Regions from separate parts of the Ovis aries genome. Here region 1 is linked to region 2. The links are chromatin contacts, called in public Hi-C maps. All regions are on one chromosome and are shown on one strand. The core of a region is the stretch at or near the end of the contact, and the rest is flanking DNA. Distances in the headings are between cores, read along the strand shown.

Region 1 (5,253 bases), core at 823-3,322, 450 kb before region 2:
GTTTATAGGAACATCATGACTTGACCATGAGCTGTCCTCAAGAATAAAGGTTCTGACAACATGAAGTCTGCAACAGCTACCCCACCTCTACCTTTCCCAGAAAAGGGCTTTGCTGAAAAGTTTTGGGGAGTTTAGGGTTTTTAAGGCATGAGCCTCCTCCCTCCTTGCAGGGCCCTGCAATAAACCTTTCTCTGCTCCAGACTCAGGTGTTTTGGTGTTGGTTGGCCTTATGTGGACTTGAGTTTGGTAACATTCTCTGCAGGGGTCTCTAGGGCCTGCTTCTGTGGCCTCTCAGGGCCTGGGCTGGGATAGTCGGAGCAGCATTGCTTATCCACTTGTGGGGAACAGATCCTTCCTCTTGAGGGGGAGCCTCTCATCTATAGAGCAAATGCCTGGGAGTTTTCACCCACTGCTCCAGCATCTGTAGTCATCTTTGGGACCCCCGGCCACACTTACGGTCTTTCTGTATTTCAGTTTTATTATTTATTCTATTAAAAATGGTGATTCGGGGAATTTCCTGGCAGTCCAGTGGTTAGGAATCTGTGCTCTCACTGCATAGGGCCCAGGTTCAATCCCTGATTGGGGAACTAAAATCCTGCATGCTGTGTGGTGAGGCTTAAAAAAAGAAAAAAGTGATTCAGGCCAAGTGGTGAAGCAGAAATTGAGGCGGGAGTGGGGTTGCTGCCCAGCACGTGTTTATTTCTTAGGGCTCAGCGTCCTCATATGTTCCACTTGGGAGCTGAGAGTGGGCATGACTTGATAGCACCAGATAACTTTTAAATTAAGTAGAAAAATGCAGGTCAAGCACTTGGCACAGAGCAGCGCCCATGTGTAAGTGCTAACTGTTCTCATTGGACCCCAGCACCCGCAGCCTTAAAAAGCAGGCACCATGTGCAAGCAGGCAAGTGCACGCAGGCGCACAGGAGAGGGGGCACACACACACACACACACACACACACACTGGGGCTGACAGCAGAAGTTCCTCTTACAGCTAATGGGCTGGAACTCAACCAACCAACTTTCAAAATTCCCCTCTCCCTTCTGTTTATCTTATTTATTATGTGTTTAGTTTGTGGGTGTTGTGATATTCGAGTCTGGCTGAGGCAAGTTTCTGTGGGTTCCCTTCTATCTTTCCTGGCTTGATAACTGGGACATAGCCTCCATTCCCGGGCTTCCTGGGTACAGCTGGGGGAGAGAGATATCATGCGTTTCCCCCTCCCCAGGGCTGCATAAGAATAAATGAGTTGGTGTCTGAAACTTGCAGTCTGGGAGGGACACCCAGGGAGCTCAGTAGCCGGGGTGGTGTAGGCACAGAGACCTTTAAGGAACTCACCCGAGGTCAGAGAGCTAGAAACGTCAGGTTTTGAACCCAGGACACAGAAGCTGTAGCAGCAGGCCGAAACCCCCGGGCGTTTGCTTCGTTGCCACAGGAATGCGGTGGACCCTAGACCACCTCCCTGGGTACCCCCACGGCCTCTTGGGTAGAGGACCCCACTTAGTCCACGGAGCAGGGGTGCTGCTTGTGTGTGTATATTTTGGCCGGGGTCCGGTGCAGGCAGACCTGCGTGTTCCTTTTCCAGGGCGCACGAAGAGACGAACGCCTTCGGCCTCTGAGATGCTGAATGGACCTAACTGGTGGTTCGCTGGCTCCGTGATCGCTCCCGCACTCGGAAGAGCCTGCGTCCCCGGGTTCCCCATCTTTGCGGTTCCCCGCGCCGCGTAGCCGTCGGAGCTGGAGGACGCACCGGTTCAAGCGCCGGCAGCCCGCCCCGGGACCCCGTACCCTGCGCTCCGGGAGGCCCCCCTTCCCCAGCTGCTCCCCCTCCTTTGGCGCTCAGCTCTGGAGCGCAAGCTGAGGGATTGGGAGGGGCGGGGCGGGGGCGGTGCCTGAGGGCGGGCCCGGGGCGCTGGCCGGAGGGGCGGGGCGGGGGCGGAGCCAGGGAGGGGCGCGAGCGCGCGAGGACTGGGAGAGGGAGCGGGATTGGGCGAGGGCCGGGGCGTTGGCAGGAGGGCGGGGCCTGGGGCGGGGCGGGGCCGGGGCGGGGCGCGGGCACGCGGGCGCCCGGTTGCCACAGGGCTCTGAGGCGCGGGACTCTGAGGCGCGATGGCGGCGCGCTGCTTGGGCCGCGGCGTCGGGCGGCTACTGGGGGGCCTCCGCGGGGTGGGGGTGCGGGCGCTGGCGGCCCCGCGGCTCTGGAGCAGCGCCTCCGCCCCCGCAGCGCCGCCCGGCTCCTACCAAGAGCGAATCAAGCTGGCAGCTCGCGAGCCCGCCGCCTTCTGGGGGCCGCTGGCGCGGGACGCTCTCGTGTGGGACACCCCCTACCACACGGTGAGCGACTGCGACTTCCGCAGCGGCAGGATCAGCTGGTTCCTGGGAGGCCAGTTAAACGTGTCTGGTGAGTGGGCCTGGGGACCGGGGCGCCCCAGCTCGCGCGCCCAGGGGACCCCGAGCCCGGCGTGCGGCGGCTCCACACGCTCCCTCCTCGGCGCTCCGGCATCGCTCCCCGGCAAGCGACGCGGCCACCCCCCCCCCCCCCCCCCGCCGGCCCGGCCCCGACTCCTCGGTCGTGGCTCGCGCTCCCCGGCGCCCCCCCCCCCCGCCCCGAGTCTAACGGTGGCCCCCACCGGCCCTAACACCGAGCGTGCCGCACGGGGGGTGGAAGGCAAGGGGCGCGCCAGGAGCAGGACTTCCCGCCCCCGGGGCCGGCCGGCGACAGAACCGAAAAGCTTCTGGCCGTTGTTACCGCCAGGTGCCGGCCGGCGACCCGCCTGGGGAGCAGCCCTGCCCATGTAAACAAACGGGGCTTCGCCGGGTGGCGGGGAGGAGGAAGCCGCCCCGGCAGCCGGAGTCAGCCCGCGGGCGGGCGGGCGGGCGGGAAGGAAGCAGCAGTGGGACCTACCCGCTCTCAGTTTCACCTTCACCCCGAAGACCCAGGGGGCCGGTCTTCCGAGGTCTCAGAAGCCAGCTCCATCGCCAGTCTGACCTCTCTGGCCCCTACTGGAGATTGAATCCCCTACGGTTCTGTCCAGACTTGGGACTGGGGTTCACACTGCCAGCCATGCCCCTGCCCGCCAGGGGCAAAAGGCCCAGCAACTAAGGGAAGAAGGAGGCAGGCTAGGCCTGGAGTGTGAGCAGCCAGATGCGGGGGCGGTCAGAGGGGCTGCCTGTCAAGGAGGAAGTGGGTAATGGGATAGATGGGAGTCTAGGGGCTGTTTAAGGAAAGGTCTTCCTGACCAAGGCCTGAACTGGGCAGTGGGGTCTAAGTGTCCAGGTTCCACTTCTTTACTGGTCCAGTTTTTCTGTTCCTCTGAGTTTCAGCATTCTCCTGTGTAGACTGCTGCTGCTAAGTTGCTTCAGTCGTGTCTGACCCTGTGAGACCCCATAGACGGCAACCCACCAGGCTCCCCCATCCCTGGGATTCTCCAGGCAAGAACACTAGAGTGGGTTGCCATTTCCTTCTCCAATGCATGAAAGTGAAAAGTGAAAGTGAAGTCGCTCAGTCGTGTCTGACTCTTAGCGACCCCATGGACTGCAGCCTACCAGGCTCCTCTGTCCATGGGATTTTCCAGGCAAGAGTACTGGAGTGGGGGCCATTGCCTTCTCTGCCTGTGTAGACTAGAGGGCACAATACCCACCTGAGGGGCTGGGTTGTGATGACCAGGCACACAGGGTATGGAACAGGCCCAGTACTTACTAGTGAGCAATAAGTGGTAGTGATTTTGACTCGTGAAATTTAGAAGTAGCCAGAGTTACAGGTAGTTTCTTGCGGTTATTTTTCAAGCAAAGATATTTAAAGGAACTTTGGACCAGACTTTTTTTTTTTTTATATTGTATATTGCTTTGCTGGTTTAATAAAAATGACTCAGTAGATAAGTGTCTTCTCTAAAATTGAGTCAGCACAAAGTGTCCTTGGACTAGTGGGAGAAAAACTAAACCCTTAGGTTTGCAGGGTTGGTGGAATGCACCCTGGATCGAGAGAGCTGCGTGCAGGGGGAAGGGGTGGAAGGTTGCAATTCCTTTAGAAGCTGCCTTGGACTTGGGAGACCTGAGGCTGCCAGGGACATTCAAGGTGAACACGTGCCACCTTTCACTCTCAGATAAGAAGCGGGGAGTGGTGGTGGTGGTGTAATGACAGATCCGGTGCGACGGGCAGCCAGGGCCTTGTGAGCCCTACTCGGTCAGGTTCAAGGTCAGGGTTAGGGTGTACAGCAAGACACTCTTTGGCCTCTTTTTCTTCATTTATTTCTCCTTTATGGTTACCTTAGCCAGAAACTGAACTTCAGAAAACTGCCTTGTAGAAAAACAGCATTTCAGCCACATTCTCTCATCAAATGTGTATGTGTTGCACTCATCTGTCAGAAATATCTCTGATGGTCGCCAGTGTCTGCAAATCAGAGGTGATCATATGAAAAAGGACCAGACCAAGTTATGGCTATCCTGGGAGCCACTAGAAAGTTGTGGGCTGGGGTGGAAGGGGGTGTGTTTTGGCATGCTCTGTCTGTCTGTGTGATGGTCATGTGATGTTGGCTTATTCCAAAGGAGCATCACTTAAAACTCCATTTGCTCCTTCAGGAAGGTCTGTATGTACAGTTCTCAAAGTGTGGTCCCTGGACCAGCAGCATCGGCAAGACCTGTGAACTTTGTAGAAACATCCTAGATGGCCAGAGCCAGGAACCTGGGGGTGGATCCTCCAGGTGATCCTGATACACACTTAAGGTTGAGAACCACTGACCTGTGTCCAACCAGGGCAGGTGGGGCACCACTTAATGGGTGGATTGGGATGAATGCCAATCTGTCTCTCTCAAACAAACAAAGAGTCTGTGGGTGGTACCATACACTTCAGTGGTGCTGGGTGTGTTTTTGGAATCATACCTGAGTTTGAATACTTGTTTTCCCCTGATCACTTTTTTTTTCTTTCTATCTAAAGTCTTGCCAAGTGCTTAATTTTTTAAAATTCATTTTTTTGGAGTATAGTTGGTTTACAATTGTGTTAGCTACACAGCAAAGTGAGTCAAGTATATATATACACATATCCACTCTTTCAGATTCTGTTCCCATATAGGTCATTACAGAGTACTGAATAATTCCCTGTGCTTTACAGTAGGTTCTTATTAGTTTACACTATTTTATGTATAGTAGTGTGTCTGTGTCAATCCCACTCTCCCAATTTACTCCCCCTGCCCTCCCCTGAATGTTCTTTGGTGTGTCTCCTCATTTGTAATGTGAGAACAGTGCGTAACTGAAATTCTGTT
Region 2 (5,177 bases), core at 1,721-4,220:
AGTGTCGACAGATGGCACATGTCATCTCTTCTGCTCTGTTGGCCAAAGCCAGTCTCATGACTATGCCTGGTGCACAAGAAGGGGCAGCATGATGCCCTCTGGTTCTCGTGGGAAGATGCAGGAGCATCCAGAGGGCAGCCCTAATAGCCAGTGGGATGCCCACCTAAATGTCCCTGGTGGTATCCCCAGCCACAAAGGCAGGGCAGGGCCTCAAAGCCACTTTGCCCTGATCATCGATCCCCCATCCCCAGTCAATATTGACATCAAAACCCCGTGCTTGGGGTCTGATGCTATTCAGGATTCTAAAAATTCCTTAAATAGAAAGAAAAGCATGCTACCCCATCTGTGTGATGATTGAGGGCAATGTGGACAGAGCACCCAGATGACTGCTCACACTTTCCCTCCAGCTCAGCCAAGCTCACCGGGAGAACCACAGGGCCGCCTGTCCAAGCCCCACCTGGTGCAGCCTTTTGCTGCATTGAGCTCTGGCCTGAATCCTTGTTTATCCAGAAAGAGAATAAGTGTCCCACCACCTGTGATTCATTTTCATTTTTTACCTTATTTTCCTTCTGGGCCTTCAGTCTGCTCATTACCTTTTCTTTCGCCTCCACTTCCCTGTTATGCATTTTAATTTTTCTGGGTGATTTTTTAAATTGCACAAAGCAATTTTGCTTTTTGTTCTTGCAGCTTCTATAAAGCATTTCTCTCTTTTAATTATTCAAGCACATTCCTCCATAAATTACAGTTTCTGAGTTTCTGGATGTTTCATGCCTGTCATAACAGGTCTGTACTAGATACACGATCGGGTGGTGGAGATATTAATCAAGGAGAAGAGTCTTCAGCCCTCCGCGAGCCTTTGGCCTTGATGGAAGATGAGTGCTGAGTGAGCAAATGGAAATCAGAGATAAGATGGGTGCTGGCAAGCAAGCGGGGGGCACTAAACCCACACAGAAGGTAGGGGAAGGACGGGTGCCATGCAGCGGTGGCAGACGCTGCCCACTCACCCTTGGTCTTCCTGCCTTAGCGCCTCCTGCGTACCTCCCAGCTGCCAGCCTCCTCTATACTTCGCCTCTGCTGGTGTCCAGGAGATTAACCAGGAGACTAACACCCCAGAGGGACCCCTCAGTACCATCTCCCAGAAATTCCTGACAGTCCACACTCTCCTCTTCCCTGACGCTTCCCCACCCTCCCAAAAAATGTTTCCTGGGATTGTTGCTCAGTTGCTAAATCATGTCTGACTCTCCATGACCCCATGGACTGCAGCACACCAGGCCTCCCTGTCCTTTACTATCTTCTGGGGTTTACTCAAATTCATGTTCATTGAGTCTGTGATGCCATCCAACCATCTCATCCTCTGTCACCCCCTTCTCCTCCTGACTTCAATCTTTCCTGAGGTTGCCCCCCCACCAGAAACCACCTACAGTTACTCATCTGCTTCTTGGCAGCCCAACCTGGATGGTCGCTTTCACAAAAAAAGGAAAACTGCTGAATCACCAAAGGTGGGGAGACATCAGTGAGGCAGCTTAAGGGGAAGGGAGCTCCCAGCAGAAGGAGGGTCTGGGCCCAGACACATTCATGGAAGGGTCTATCACCCTGGAGTTGCAAAGGGAAGCACCCACTGAGCTGCAGCTCGAAAGCAGCTTAGCTATGGCCCATGTGTGCATGTGAGCTCAGTGGCTTCAGTCCTGTCTGACTCTTTGCGACCCTGTGAACTGTAGCCCGCCAGGCTCCTCTGTCTATGGGATTCTCCAAGCAAGAATACTGGAGTGCGTTGCCATGCCCTCCTCCAGGGGATCTTCCTGACCCAGGGATTGAACCCGTGTCTCTTACGTCTTCTGCAGGGGCAGGAGGGTTCTTTACCACTGGCGCACTATGGGAAGCCCAGAATCTGTCAAACACCCAAAGGACTTCGAGACTGCAGACAGCTCCCTTCAGAGCACAAGCATGGACTTGGATTCATAAAAGTGACAGTTACCCAGTCTCGTCTGACTCTTTGCAACCCCATGGACTATATAGTCTATGGACTTCTCCAGGCCAGAACACTGGAGTGGGTAGCCTTTCCCTTCTCCAGGGCATCTTCCCAACCCAGGGATCTAACCCAGGTCTCCCACATTGCAGGTGGATTCTTTACCAACTGAGCCACAAGGGAAGCCCCTTGGATCCAGAACCCGTGGGCTAAAAATACCGGTTCTGCCGTTCACAAGCTGCGTGACCCTGAGATACTCTTCTAACCTCTCTGTGCCTCGGCTTCCTCATCCATAAGGTGGAAAGAGTCCCACTACCTACTGAATGGCTTTGGTGAGGCTAAAGGGAATTGCTGAGCGTCATGATCCCCGTTGGTGGGTGGTGGTGGTACGAGTAGCAGCTATTTTCTGTTTGTGATGATTTCAGTGGCCTCTGAGATTCAAATTGCATAGGGAAGGAGACTCAATGCCTGCTCTCCAGGAGCCCATGGCCACATGAGGCAGAAATACATGTACAGGTAGAAATGACCCACGAGGAGGATGGGGAACGCCCTAGTGACTCAGAAGGGCTGGAGGGCTAGAGAGAGGACGCACAACTCTGGCCGGTGGACCATGTGGACCCAAACTTGAAGGACAACTTACTCACCATGGCCTGCTCCCGTGAGCAGGACCCCTGGTCTGTTCGGGGTGGTTGCCCTGCAGACGTCTGCACGGGCCGCAGAGCAGGACGGTGGGGGCCTGCTGCCCCCTACTGGCAATTGCTCTGCTCAGTACAATCCACCAACCTTTCCAGATCCTGGTGGCTCAGCGAGCGCAGAACCCAGGAGGCGGGTCTCCAGAAGCCAAGGTAGCAATCTTGGGGGGTCGGGGCGGCAGGGGGCGGGGTGGAAATCAGCTTGCAAAGCTCTCCCCCAGGTCGGACCCTCAGTCACCCTGGAGACACCCTCAGAGTGTTCTGCATGCGGTGACGCTGGAATAAGAAGCAGAAGGGGAAGGATGACTCATCGGCGGGTGAAGGGCCCCCTCTAGTGGTCACTGTGGTCCAGGGGCGGATGCGATCTGAACCTCAGACTCTGCCAGCTCAGGGGTCAGCAGGACTCACGGGGTAGGTGGCCGAGGCCCTGAGCCTGCGCTGAGGTGCTCCCGGAGAAGGAGGGTCCTCTTTCTGGCGTCTCAGCAGATCATCCTCGTCACTGTGGGTGGGGTTGCCTCACCCCTCCCGCGTGCCCCCCAGGCACCCTCCCTCTCTCTGAGCCCTGAAGGGCCACCCTCCCTGGCCGCCCTCCATGAAGCCCTGAGTGCCCCCAGACTCCCTCCATGCCACGGTTCCTGTAACCAACGCCTTGGTAAATACACAGCTCCTAAGCCACCGCCTGAAGAAGGTTGGGACCAGCTAGGGATGAGGGATAAGTCCCGCCAGCTTCCAAACCCATGATGGTCTCCCGTGGAGCCGGGGGTGGGGCTGGTGGGGGCAAGGCTGTGACCGCAGAGAAGGTTCAGGGCAGGGGACTGAGAAGGGGAGGGTCCCCAGCTTCTGCCTCACCCCATCCTGCACCTCCCTCTGCCAGGGGATGGAGATGGGCTTGCTGTCTCCCATCTCTGTTCTTCTGTGTCCTCCTGGGTTTTTGCCACAAGACTCACACCCGGGATGTGGCTGACTTCCAGAGCACAGAGCTTCATGGCCCAGGGTCGACTGGGGGCAGAGCAGGAAGCTAGGTGAAGAACTTGGTAATTAATGAATCACAAAATTGAGGGTTGCAGGGACTTTCCTAGACCATGCCCTTTAGTCTCTCCATTTCTGAGAGAAGGAAGCTGGGGCCCTGGGGAGAGAAGTTGCCACCTTGGAGAGGCCCATTTAGGAGCTGTGACTTCCCAGACCCGCTGGGGTCAGGCAGAGAGGGGGGTGGGGAGGAAAACAGCCTGTTAATATTAATAGACGTTCAGCTTCTGTGAGGTCATAGCTTCTTGGGAACATGCGTGCACTGACACACCCATTCTAGGGAAAGGCTTTCTCCAGGATGCAGTGGGGGTGAATAGGATTAATGGACAGTTGCCTCCCTGGCTGAAATACACATCCACGCCCTCTGCCCAGAGTAAGCCCCTCCCTCTAGACAATGCAGACATAAGCCCCACGCCATTGCCTTTGGGCCAACTGAATGTGAGCGGCTGAGACAGGTGCATGTGTGATGTGACTGGTCCTCCTGCCTGACTCAAAGCCCCAATAAGAAGAGGCTGAACCCAACAGCTCCTGCCCCCTGTGCTCGGCCACACCATGAAAACATGAGCCCCTCAGGCTGCAAACGCAAGAGCCTGCAAGGAAGCGTGTGGCTGTAAACCCCTGAGCTGTGAGGTTGTGTACATGCTAAGTCGCTTCAGTCCTGTCCAGTTTTTTGTGACCCTGTGAACTGTAGCCCACCAGGCTTCTCTGTCCATGGGATTCTCTAGGCAAGAATACCAGAGCGGGTTGCCGTGCCCTCCTCCAAGGGATCTTACCAACCCAGGGGTCAAACCGATGTCTCCTGCATTGTAGGTGGATTCTTTACCACTGAGCCATGACGGAAACCCTGAGATGTGAGGCCTTTGCTGTGCAAAACACTATACATGATTCAGCCCACATTCTACATTGCGTCATCTATGAGCTTTTCTTTTCCTGGCCCCCATAACAACTCACATTCCACAATAAGTAATCAGGATGGTTACATTAAAGGCTGGAAACAGAGCTTTAAATGCTTCCTGACTGATGTCCTTATCTTCTTGGATCCTGGATAAAGTGATCCTAATGGTGTGTGCAAAGCACAGCAAGTGACTGCCAGGGACTACTCCCTCCAAAACAAGGCAAGCCCCAACATTGCTTTGTGACAGCACATCGGCCAGGTAAAGAGAGGAACCCCAGCTCTCACGCTGAAACGCCTTAAACCTAAAACTAAATACCGAGAAATAAAGGCCAAGGGCAGGCAGTCACTGAATGTTTCTTTTCAATATTTATTTATTTATTTGGCTGCACCGAGTCTTAGCTGCAGCATGTGGGATCTTTAGTCATGGCATGTGGGATCTAGTCCCCTGACCAGAGATCGAACCTGGGCCCCCTGCATTGGGAGGGCAGAGTCTTAGCCATTGGACCACCAGGGAAGTCCAAACAATTATTTTTTTAGGTAAGAAAACACAGAAGACTTGAAGAAGGTGTGTAGCCTGGTGCAGGGGAGACACAGGGCT

Evidence for each region. A called contact is a pair of places that touch in the nucleus more often than the background predicts.
Region 1: a Hi-C map of hypothalamus shows a contact between it and region 2, with 7 times the contacts expected there. The contact joins the promoter of ACSS1 here to the enhancer-like site in region 2. A contact is called at or near these places in 11 of 16 Hi-C or Micro-C datasets (blood, hypothalamus, liver and 5 more).

Annotation. Positions count from the first base shown.
Region 1 is chr13:42,226,899-42,232,151 of ARS-UI_Ramb_v3.0, reverse strand. It overlaps ACSS1 (acyl-CoA synthetase short chain family member 1), which reads left to right and starts at 2,072. Exons shown (of 13, transcript XM_042229650.1): 1 at 2,072-2,396. The coding sequence starts at 2,105.
Region 2 is chr13:41,774,929-41,780,105 of ARS-UI_Ramb_v3.0, reverse strand. No RefSeq gene overlaps it. Among named protein-coding and RNA genes, the nearest start is that of CST3, 26 kb to the right of the region's middle. Within about 2 kb of position 2,970, at least 16 of the 54 cell types and tissues checked have an H3K27ac peak or open chromatin away from gene starts, as enhancers often do. A contact at or near this core is called in hypothalamus, where this site is marked.